Regions from separate parts of the Rattus norvegicus genome. Here region 2 is linked to region 1. A link is a contact called in public Hi-C data. All regions are on one chromosome and are shown on one strand. The core of a region is the stretch at or near the end of the contact, and the rest is flanking DNA. Distances in the headings are between cores, read along the strand shown.

What was found. A called contact is a pair of places that touch in the nucleus more often than the background predicts.
Region 2: a contact with region 1 is called in a Hi-C map of the A7r5 cell line, with 3 times the contacts expected there. The contact joins the promoter of Ankrd54 here to the promoter of Lgals1 in region 1. A contact is called at or near these places in 8 of 12 Hi-C or Micro-C datasets (the A7r5 cell line, the Rat2 cell line, Schwann cells and 4 more) and 1 of 1 datasets of contacts at active chromatin or transcription factors (oligodendrocytes).

What each region holds. Positions count from the first base shown.
Region 1 is chr7:112,363,161-112,369,085 of GRCr8, forward strand. Lgals1 (galectin 1) reads left to right here and starts at 2,535. Exons shown (of 4, transcript NM_019904.1): 1 at 2,535-2,579; 2 at 3,797-3,876; 3 at 5,062-5,233; 4 at 5,433-5,641. The coding sequence starts at 2,571. The coding sequence ends at 5,579. It overlaps LOC134479755 (a long non-coding RNA gene), which reads right to left and starts at 1,840. Exons shown (of 2, transcript XR_010053446.1): 1 at 1-1,840.
Region 2 is chr7:112,504,384-112,510,308 of GRCr8, forward strand. It overlaps Ankrd54 (ankyrin repeat domain 54), which reads right to left and starts at 3,745. Exons shown (of 8, transcript NM_001025285.2): 1 at 3,360-3,745; 2 at 1,563-1,610. The coding sequence starts at 3,684.

The DNA of each region.
Region 1 (5,925 bases), core at 1,285-3,784:
CCATTAAAGAAATAACTATTTAGTACAATGATCTCTTAGCACCAGTGAAGGTCTGGTTCAGTCCCCATCAAGACTGAGTTGTCACAGGCCTGAAATCCCAGAACTTGAGAGGCAGGAGCAGGAGAAACAGAGGTTTAAAGTCATCCTTAGCACAGCAAGTTGAGGCCAGGCTGTACCACATAAGACTTGTCTAGGGCTGGAGAGATGGCTCATTGGTTAAGAGCTGAGTTCAGTCCCCAGCAACTACATGGTGGCTCACAACCATCTGTAATGGGATCTGATGCCCTCTTTTGGTGTGTCTGAAGACAGTAACATACAGTGTACTCAGATACATAAAATAAGTAAATCTTTAAAAGACTCTTGTCTAAAAAGAGGCTAGGGCAGCAATGGTAAAAAATACACGGGCTGGAGAGATGGCTCAGCGGTTAAGAGCACCCGACTGCTCTTCCAGAGGTTATGAGTTCAATTCCCAGCAACCACATGGTGGCTCACAACCATCTGTAAAGAGATCCGATGCCCTCTTCTGGTGTGTCTGAAGACAGCTACAGTGTACTCATATATATGATAGATAAATAAATCTTTAAAAAAAATACAAAAGGATTAATTCAATATGGCTACCCTGTTTTTGGAGACAGGGTTTCTGTATGTAGTTCTGACTATTCTGGAACCTCAATCTGTAAACCAGGCTGCCTTTGAACTCATAAGAGATCTGCCTGTGTCTACATCCTGAATGCTGGGATTAAAAGTGTGTACCATCACTGCCTGGCTAGCTGTTTGAGCCAGTGTCTCATGTAGCAGATGGTGGCCTGGAATTCCTAATTGTCTTGCCTTAGCTTCCCAAGTGCTGGTGTTACAGGCACGAGCCACCATTGTATGTATTTTAAGTTTAAATATTGGAAGAACTGGCACAGACAGCAAGAGGTATGCATACCTGAGCAGACTGGCCTTGTAAGATGGCTCAAAGAGGTCGCATCGCTTAAGGGGACATGTGGGTTCTCGGGAGAGGGTCACTCCCGCTCCTGGGTGTGGGGGTGTGCTGTACAGAGTTACCTGGGGAACACCGGCCCTCATGTGGGGAAGCAGTTGCCCCACAAGTCTTTGCTGGGCTGGTTTGAGACAGTGACTTGTCTTTGTGCCTTTGGCTCAGAAGGGTTAGGTCAGGAAGGCTGAGTCAAGCGGAGTCTGAGCCAAAGGAAAGGAGACAGATACAAGACAAAGGCAGAGAGGGCAAACTCGCCCTTTCAGTAACCTTCTAGCGCTCGGGAGGAGTCCAGGCGTCTTGGCAAGAGCACCCTTGAAGTGCCTTGTTTTATCTCAAACCCTCCGCTCTGCTCAGTGAGCCTTCCTAAGTCTCATATCACCCCATGACTATCTGTAGCTCCCCAGGACTCTCAGGTAAACGAACACGAAAACCCTTTTCCTGGCCAATGAGACCCTTCACAATCCTTAACTCTCAGCTTTCTTCTACATGGTAAGCAGCTCATTCCCCAGGCATGGGCTTCCAGCCCCTGCTTCATATGCCCATCTTCACCCGGCCTGAGTGAGTGGCTGCCCGATGCCAACACGGTGTTATTTCTTATTTCAGCTCATAGTCAGATTCTTTCCAACCCGTGAATTCTGAGAGCAGAGACTAGGAGAGGCTCATCTTCTCTGAGGCCAGCACGGGGCTAGACACATAGTAGGTGCTCAGGAAAATAACTGCTAAATGGATGGGAAGGGATGACCATGTCTCTTCTCCAAAAATAAGAATGAGACCAAGGGTGCAAAGCTAGCACATCCTGGGCTGCCTCGAGGTCTGCCTCTCAGGCCCCAGGGATGTCACAGCCAGGCCCTGCAGTGGGGTGAAATCCAAGGTATAAGCCAAGGACATAGTCTCAGGCCTGGCGCCCAGCCCAGCCCTAGTGAGCAGCACTGAGCCGCAGCGGCAGTCCTCTGCTTCCGGGGAAAACCCGGGTGGGGCCTGTGCTTTGTGGTCCTCCTCAGCCCTCCGCAGAAGCCCACAGAAGGAGCAATAGTGAGAGCCACACCCTGGCCTGCCAGGCGGCAGCCTCTTAAGAGATTGCTTTAATGCTCTGCAGGCGGGGGTGGGGTGGGGGGTGGGGGGTGGGGGGGTGTCTATACACCCCCTTCCCCACCAGCTGCGCTGGGCCTCAGGGGCTTTCTCCCTGCTGGCCCCAGGCCCCATCCCGCCAACTCTTGAGCTTAACTCATCCTTAAACTATTTTCCACTGGCTCCCCCAATCTCTGCCACAGCACAAATCTTTTTTTAGTGGGAAGAGGGATGAAGAAGAATAAGAGGCGGCGCCTGGACCCTGAGGGAGGGACTAAGAGAGGGGCTCTCCTCTCTGACTGGTCACCTCTGCTCCAAATTGACTTTATAAATCCGTTGACTCCGCTTCTGGTGACCCCCAGCCCTGTCCTGACAGGCAATTGGCTGAATTCTCGGGGAGGGGCGGGACTCACCGGGTCTGATCCAGTTAAAAAGGTCGGAGCGGGCCTGGGGCCCATCTCTCGGGTGGAGTCTTCTGACAGCTGGTGGAGCAGGTCGCAGGAATCTCTTCGCTTCAATCATGGCCTGTGTGAGTGCGGGACCCTCTGTTCCAAGGTCTAGGGGATTGAGCAGAAGCAGATGAACACAGGGGAGTAGCCAATTGGGAAATTGCTTCTAGTCCCAGCTGTGCAGCCTTGGACAGGTGTTTTCTCTGGTCCTCACTGGCTACATCTGTAAAATGGGGGTGGCTGTCATAGTCCCCCCTGAAACTTTCAGCCTCTCTGGGTTAAGAATGTTCTGGATTTCTCTGAGTTGTGGCATGTCTTGCAAGGTCCAGTACTCTGCCACTTTGTAGTTTTCTGAGAAGTGGGAGTGGGAAGGGTGTGGCCTCCGAGGAAGAAGGAGGCAGGGGGACATTTTGTCCAAGGCCATTCACTATTCCCTCTGCTCTATTCTAGAGTCTCCTGACCCCTCCCCCGCTGCAGCTGTCCCCAATCACAGAGCCAGGGCTCAGTTGGTCACCCTCTGCTCCAGAAAACTTTTGGAGAAAAAAAAAAAAACAAAACAAAACAAACAAAAAACACCTCCTGGGCCCGAGATAGGCGGCAGGCTGGTCAGTGGAAGCTGGTCAGGTCTGAGCCGAGGAAACTGCATGCATTTGCACACACAGACACACAGGCAAGCCCTCCGGAATGGGGTTCAAATGTCAAAGAAACTCCTTACCCAAATTAACTCCTGTGCACTCACCCAGGCAGCTGCGCGCAATGCCCAGATAAATGCTGGGCTCTCTAACTTACTAAGTCCACATTGCCACTCTCAGTCTGTCCTCTCCCGCAGAGCAGGCCCGCCTCTTAGCTTCTCCGCTCTAGTTGCTGTGCCTCTGGACTGAGAGCCTTGAATCAGATTGCGGAGGTTCGGGCTGCATTCTCTCAGAGAAGCAGGGCCTTGGGCTAGTAGTCGCCTAACCCTGTCCATCAGCTAAATGAGGATTTAGGTGGTCATATGCCATCTTCCCCTCCACTCTAAGTCCAGATCCCCAAGCTGATGATGGGTGAATCTTCTAGGGCCTGTTCTGTAGGACAGCCACAAGTTTGACACCCTGCTGGGAATGGGGACTCTCTCCAACTGCAGGGATAATCAAGACTAGAACCTACACCCTATCCTGACCACCCATCCTACCTTGGGCTTCCCCTAGGGTTGGTCAGGGTATCCCAGGGTGGAAATGACCCCATTCCCACACCCCAGGCCACTGTAGGTCGCTCCTAACTCCAACCTAAACACAGCTGGGTGGTCTTGTCTACACAGGGTCTGGTCGCCAGCAACCTGAATCTCAAACCTGGGGAATGTCTCAAAGTTCGGGGAGAGCTGGCCCCGGACGCCAAGAGGTGAGATTGGAGAAAGGAATGGAGATGGCAGGGGGCGGGGTTCGCAGACCTAAAATGCGATGGGCGTGACCGGCCAGAACCGCTTCTCCCCCCCCTACCTAACCCCGCCGCGGGTTAATGGGCAGCTGCAGATGCTGCGTTTTCTGGGTGAGTCATTTCCTCGCCGGGTCTGGTCGACCGACATCGCCGTGGTCTCCCCCTCCCTCCCACCTCCTCTCTCCCCGCTGGAGTTTCTTAAACTAAAACAGCTGCTGCCTCAACTCCAGCTTGCCCCCGCCCCTTCCGAGGAGAAGGAGGGGGACGCGGGGGGGGGGGGCGAGGAGGGCGTGGTCACCCTCGTGCCTGCTGCCTGCGGCGGCCCTGCTGAAGCTCAATTTTTTTTCCCCCCCAGAGCTTTCCCCTCATTCATACCGCCTAATTTTTCAGCAGCCATGTGAGCTTGGACCAGTCACCCAAGCTTAAGAGGTCTCGACTTTTTCTCTTTTCTTTTCCAAAGACAGAGTCTGCCTTATAGCCCTGGCTATCATGGAACCTATTATGTTGACCAGGCTGGCCTCCACGGAGACCCACATGCCTCCGTCTCCTCAGAGCTAGGATTGAAAGTGTGCACCTCCGTATTCCACACCCCTAAGAGCCTAGGTTTCCTAATAAAGCCAGAGGAAAAGTGGTGGAGTAGAGAGAGCCAGGGGCCAGTTTCAAGGCGGCAGCTGCTGCTGTCTGTTGTCAGATGTTAGTAAGCTCCCGAGCCCTCTTTCCTCTTCCCACCCATACCTCCATGGTGAGCACTGTTGCCAGGCTCCGTGCAGCAAACTCCGAATTATTATTTGCTCTTTTTTCTCCACAGTGAGGGAACATCTATGGTGTGTCCCACTCTGTGCTCAGCACCAGGGACTCAGATACACAAGATGATGGGTGACAACGATCAATGTCTGGGAGAGAGAGCTCCCTTCAGGACAAGCCCTCTGACTGACAGACAGGGAAGGAAATGTGGGTCAGAGAGAATCTGCAGGGTCTAGCTCAGTTCGCATGGTGAGGCCAGAAGTAGAATCCAGGTTCCTGGCCTTCCTGTTGACTGAGTTTCACCAGGGCACATTAGTGGCCAGCTGCTGATGTTGCATTTTCTCAGTAAGCCAGCCAGGGGCTAGAGCCATGCAACACGGCTTAAAGCCCACCTGTCATCCTTAGCTTTGTGTTGAACCTGGGGAAAGACAGCAACAACCTGTGCCTACACTTCAACCCCCGCTTCAACGCCCATGGAGATGCCAACACCATTGTGTGTAACAGCAAGGATGATGGGACCTGGGGAACAGAACAACGGGAGACTGCCTTCCCTTTCCAGCCTGGGAGCATCACGGAGGTGGGTAGGACTGGGGCTGGGCAGGGCCCTGGGTGGACTGCACAATGTGGTCAGAGGCGGAGGCTGATCCGTCCTGGCTGTGTGATTACCACTGAATGGCATCCCTCTTTGAACATAATGGACCTCACCTATACAGGGGCCATCCCCAGGGCTCTGAGCTGGTCCAGGCCCCAGCTCACTGCCCTTCTCCATCCACCAGGTGTGCATCACCTTTGACCAGGCTGACCTGACCATCAAGCTGCCAGACGGGCATGAATTCAAATTCCCCAACCGCCTCAACATGGAGGCCATCAACTACATGGCGGCGGATGGTGACTTCAAGATTAAGTGTGTGGCCTTTGAGTGAAGCCAGCCAGCCCCAGCCCGTAGCCCCCAATAAAGGCAGCTGCCTCTGCTCCCTGTAACCCAGCCCTTCGTGTGTGAGTGTTTGTGTATGTCTATGTGAGGGGCCCTGCCCAACCTGGTCCATCTGCACTTCCATTCACTCCTCCACGTGTTCTTGGTCCCAGTGACCTTTCTTCTTGTGCTCTCCAGGCTAAGGCGAGCCCAGCACATAGAGGGGGCTTAGTGACCGCAGAGTGTGAACCAGTGTACCACTGCAACAGGGCAGAATGGTGGGAGGTGAACTAATGAACAGAACACAGGACTTCATTTGTTTCCATAAAGGCCAGAAAGGGCATGGTGACACATTC
Region 2 (5,925 bases), core at 2,495-4,994, 140 kb after region 1:
CCTGCAGCTCCCTGTTGCAGCTCAGATGCTGTCCATCAAACTCCTAGGACCCACCTGTCTCCAGTCACTAAGACTGGGGTTACAGTGACATGGAGCCATAACTGACTTTACTTGCATAGGTCCTGGGGATTTGAACTCAGGTCCTATTGCTTTTACAGCAAGTGTTCTCACCCACTGAGCCATTCCCCCAGGCCAATCCTATTATTTTTATCTCCCTCTCTACCCCAGGCTGTTTTAGAGTTTGTTGTGCAGACCGGACTGGCCATAATTTGTGATCTGACTACCTCTGTCTCCCAGAGCTAGGAATGAAGGCACACTCCACCACCCTGAGGATAGAAATAATCTGAGGACTAGAAGATCTGAAATCACGAGCCAAAAAGAAAGCTCCCTCCTTAGGTGCTATTTTTCTTTTTTTTTTTCCTCTTTTTTTTTTTTTTTTTTTTTTTGGTTCTTTTTTTCGGAGCTGGGGACCAAACCCAGGGCCTTGCGCTTCCTAGGCAAGCGCACTACCACTGAGCTAAATCCCCAACCCAGGTGCTATTTTTCTAAATGGTCTATGATGGAGGTCTGACAATACAACAGGCACAGTAAACTAGCACCCTGTTTCCCCCTACACGAGGAGGGCATTGTCAGCAGGTTAAATCCTTATTATTATTTTTTTTTAAATATACTTATTTTATTTATATGACTACACTGTCCCTATCTTCAGACACACCAGAAGAGGGCATCAGATCTCATTACAGATGGTTGTGAGCCACCATGTGGTTGCAGGGAATTGAAATCAGAACCTCTGGAAGAGCAGTCTGTGCTCTTAACCACTGGGCCATCTGTCTAGCCCCAAATCCTTGTTATCATCATCATCATCAGTAGTAGTAGTAGAAGTAGAAGTAGAAGGAGGAGAAGTATTTGTTCTAGAAGCAGTCCTTGTACCTCTGATGCTCTACCTCAGTTAGGAAACACTTAGAAGCATCAGTAGAAAGCCAACCTCAGTGTCTTGAAGGGAGCCCCACCCATGTTTGCCAGGCGCCCTGCTAATAAGAAATCTAAAACAGCACTCAGGAGACAGGCAGATCTTTGAGTTTGAGGCCAGCCTGGTCTACAGAGTGAGTTTCAGGACAGCCAGGGCTGCATAAATAGATCCTATCTTGGGAAAACAAAACAAAACCAAAAAACTCATCTAAGGACCAGCTACTGAGTAGCCAGGGTTGCCACCTGCCAGTCAAGGTGGAATGTTCACTCCTGGGAGCCACGAATTCCAAAGAGCCACTTGCTCTTTGCTGAGGGATATGCTGAGTCCCACGGGGGAGGTGGGGGTGGGAGACAAGCAGACAGACATGGTTGCTAGAATCAGGAAACACACAGCATGATAAGCACTATGACACCAGGAAAACTCCGGGTAACAGAAGAGCATGGTGAGGGAGTTTTGCACAGTGACTTCAGAGCAAGGAGTAAATAGAGCAAGCCTGCTCCAAGGGAGTGAGGATGAGCTGGTGGACGGCCCAGGACAGAGTGCTTGGCTCTTTCCTTCCCCTCAGCCCATAGGCCCACCTGGGTACACTCACCTGTTTCTATGTCATTGGCATTAGCTGAGTCCCTCAGCCTCTTCAGAGCTATAAAGAGAGAAGTGACAGTTAAAAAAAAAAGGGGGGGGGGGTTGGGGATTTAGCTCAGTGGTAGAGCGCTTACCTAGGAAGCGCAAGGCCCTGAGTTCCAGTCCCCAGCTCCGAAAAAAAGAACCAAAAAAAAAAAAAAAAAAAAAAACCAGAACCAAATAGGAGGTGCACGGTTCCCTAGCTTTTCCTCATCCCCCACCTTTAGTCATGGCAGTCCTGAAGCACAGGTGTCAGGATAGAAACCACTGGCCTGGCAATAAGGAGAAATTGGCAGGGCCACAGTTGGAGAGGCCACTTTCTGCAGCAAATCTGACTTCTGGAGCCAAATCTAATTTCTGCCACTTGTGGTAGCTGGTGACCTTGAGCAAGCCAGTTACTTATCCTGGGCCTCAGCCTGTTATCTATAAAACATGGCTGAATTGTCTTGCCAGCTCTAAGCTGTTACAAAGAAAATTGAGATTAATTTTTTAAGAGAGAAAGAATGAGAGGGTTTATTTAGCTCTTTGTGACCTAATCACATTCAACCTCTTACTATGTGACTTCAAAGCGGGTCACTCCCAAATGACTTAGCAAACTTTCTAATTCCTAAACAGAAACTTTCCCCCTTTCAAAGGCATCGCCTGTTTTTCAGAAGGACCAGGAAGCAATGCCTTAGTTGTTAGAGAATGGTCCAAAAAGTTGCAAACGAGATATAACAATTGCACACATCCATAGACCACTGTTTTGTTTTCTTTTAAATATTCTTTTCTATTTTTTTTATAACACCAGCATACTGGATCAAACGCTGTTAGGTGTGAAAAAGAGACCTTAAAACCTTTCATTCTGGGGCTGGGGATTTAGCTCAGTGGTAGAGTGCTTACCTAGGAAGCGCAAGGCCCTGGGTTCGGTCCCCAGCTCCGAAAAAAAGAAAAAAAAACAAAAACCTTTCCATTCTTAATTCTTCTGCACCCCATTTTCCAATATAACAGACATACTAAGGCAGTCTGGCTGACCTGTTTGCTATGTGACTTCGAATCAGAATAACTAAATGGTAATCACTGTAATTGTCAGCCAATAAATATGTAAGCTTTAGGGATGTTGGGATGGCTCGCTGGGAAAAGATGCTTGCTACAAGGCCTGACCTCCTGAGTGGAATTGCCAGGACTCACACTGTGGACCTGGAACTTGCTACTTAGAGCAGGCTGGCCTTGAACTCACAGGGATCTCCCTGCCTCTGCTTCCTGAGTGCTGGAGTTACACACGTGCACTGCCACATCTGGCTGTTTTTCTTGCTTACAGTAAAGTCTTTATAAGTCACTTTTCATGGGTCACAATGTAACTCTGAATGTGTATCAAACAAGTGTTTGGCCCTTCGTTAAGGTAGAACATACGTTGAGACCCTTGCCTAACTTTTGAGAACCTTGCCTAACTTCTTTTAATCCCTGAATAAGGCTGGTAGTGTACCCATCCTACAATCAGAAAATCGAGGCCACAAGTGACTATAGTGCCTAAGTAAGGGTCCAGTGTGAAGCAGTCTGATTCAGACCTGTGCCTTCACACAAGTTGGTGCAGCGTGGACACTGGCTCTGGGCTACCGTCTCTACTAATAAAAGTATTCTCCATTGTCCCACATTATTGTCTAATAACCACCCTCGGGAGTGTAAAGTTTTTATTCAGGGATGAACAAGTGGATGAAGTCACAGTCCTCTGCAGCTCGAACTACTGCGATCACACACGAGCGACCCCAGGGTCCCTGACTTAGCTCACCGTGCACCTCTTTGCCGGTGGGCCCGAGCCGTCGGTGGGGCCTGGCTGCACGCCTCAGCCGCCCGGCGGGAATCTTGCAACGCAGTTCGTCGCGAGGCTCGACGTCCTGCTGCCACAGGACTTGGAGGTAGCGCAGCGGGGACTGGGCCCTGCCCACCGCCCGACCCGGGAGGCCTGCGCCGCTGCCCAGTGCAGCGCCGAGGTCCGCAAAGGAGAACAGGCCTCCGGCTTCCGCCAGAGGCTCCGGCGCCACCGCGCACTCGCCCTCGGAGCTCGAGCGGCCGGATCGCGACTCGTCCTCCGCGCCCCCGCCGGTGGCTGCCATGGCAACGGCTAGGCGCGGGTCTGGCAGCGCCAGCCTCGTTCCGAACCGACCAACGGACCCGCTTCCCTCCAGGAGAAGCCTCGCTGTCAGGGAACGGGCGGGCGGGGCCTGCAACCACGGCAACAGAGTGCGGGAGGGCCGGACCGCGCCAGAGCGTCGGACCAATCAGAGTTCGCAGAGCCTGCATAGCACACCCAATCAGGTAAGGAAGGCAGACTACAAGGAGAACACTGGTTTTCACTAGTGTGAATGGCGGTAATATGAACCAATCACAAATTAGGATTGTTTTTTCACTAAGCGGTGTAGCTACCGGAGCCAATAAAATAGCTGAGTTCAGGACACCCCTTTCTTCCTTTTCTTCCTGTGGTAGCTCCGAAAAGAAGACTGGCAAGTGCTTTAGCCAATCAATGTAAGATGGTTTCCAGCCAATCAGAAAGGAAAGTGAAAAAACCCCCGAACTCTGTTCTGGAGTAGGTGTGTTTTGACTCAATGAACTTTAAAAAAAGAAAAAGAAAAAAAAAAAAAAATCCAGACACACTATGATTTGAAGATCATCACGAAGTAGGCGATAATATCTTCTAACGTAATAGATTTTGCTTCATCGAGTTCTCTTGCCCTCCTCGGGGATCATTGCTTTAACAAAAAATTATAGTCTATGGAACCCTGCAGTAGGCAGATTAGGGAAGAGCAATTAATTCCTCAGTCTTGAAAGTCCTTTGGATCACTGACCTGAATTTGACCCAAGGGAGGTGCAAGTACACACACACACACACACACACACACACACACACACGCCACAAGTCATTAATATTCATCAGTTAATAAATTAAATAGAGAGGCTGGAGAGATGGTTCAGAGATTAAGAGCATTGGCTGCTCTTCCAGAGATCCTGAGTTCAAATCCCAGCAACTACATGGTGGCTCACAACCATCTGTAATGAGATCTGGTGCCCTCTTCTGGCTCGTAGGTATACATGCAGGCAGTAATAACTAAATCTTTAAAAAAAAATTTTTTTTTTTAAAATAGAAAACACCTGCGAGGCCAAATAAACACCTGTAGCACTACCTTGTACTAATTAAAGGACTTGTGTTCTAGTCTACCTACCCGAAGTTGGTGATTTGAGGGCAACTTCTTGGAGTGGTCTTTCAGACTTCAAAGGATTGGTTTCTCCCTGTAGCCCTGGCTGTACTGAAACTCATTGTGTAGACAAGGCTGTCCTCGAACTCAGAGGTCCACCTGCCTCTGCCTCCTGAGTGCTGGGATTTTAGGTAGATAGATGGATTGATGGATCGATGGGTAGATATTTCTTTCTTTTCTTTTTTTCTTTTGGTTTTCTGAAACAATGTTTCTAAGTGCAGCTTGGCCGAGTCAGAACTTGCTCTGTCAATCAGGCTGGCCCCCCAACTTACAGAGATTCAACTGCCTTTGTTTTCCTAAAAATTATTTTTAATATTTTTTTTCCGGAGCTGGGGACCGAACCCAGGGCCTTGTGCTTGCTAGGCAAGCACTCTACCACTGAGCTAAATCCCCAACCCCCAAAATTATTATTTTTTTTTTTTGATTCTTTTTTTCGGAGCTGGGGACCGAACCCAGGGCCTTGCGCTTCCTAGGTAAGCGCTCTACCACTGAGCTAAATCCCCAGCCCCCCCAAAATTATTTTTAATTGAAAAACTTTGCATACAATATATTTTGGGGTTGGGGATTTAGCTCAGTGGTAGAGCGCTTGCCTAGCAGGTGCAAGGCCCTGGGTTCGGTCCCCAACTCTGAAAAAAAGAAAAGAAAAAAAAAATAGATTTTGATCATGCTTTTCTCTTCTCCCAACTCCTTCCAAACCCTCTACACCTCCTTACTCACCCACTTTCATGCCCTTTCTTTCTCTTATCAAAAACAAAATAACAGCAAAATACACACACAACAACAACAACAACAACTGCACAAAAATAGTAAAGGACCAATGATACAAAAATGCCCAAACAATGTAATAGAAAACAAAAGTTTGTAAAAACAGGTTCAATTTATTTTCTGTTGGTCAATCACTCCAGCGTAGGGGGCCCACACAGAAATATAGTTTATGTACCCCTGAGACGTCACTCAAGAAAACTGTGTCTTTGCAACTTAGTATTGATTAGGAATTGATGGGTGGAGCCCGTGCCCACTTCCACCTCTGGTCACTGGGATGACCCCCGTCTGGCCCACAGCCTCTGTGAGTTCATTTGTGTATTGGTCCTGCTGGATTTGGAG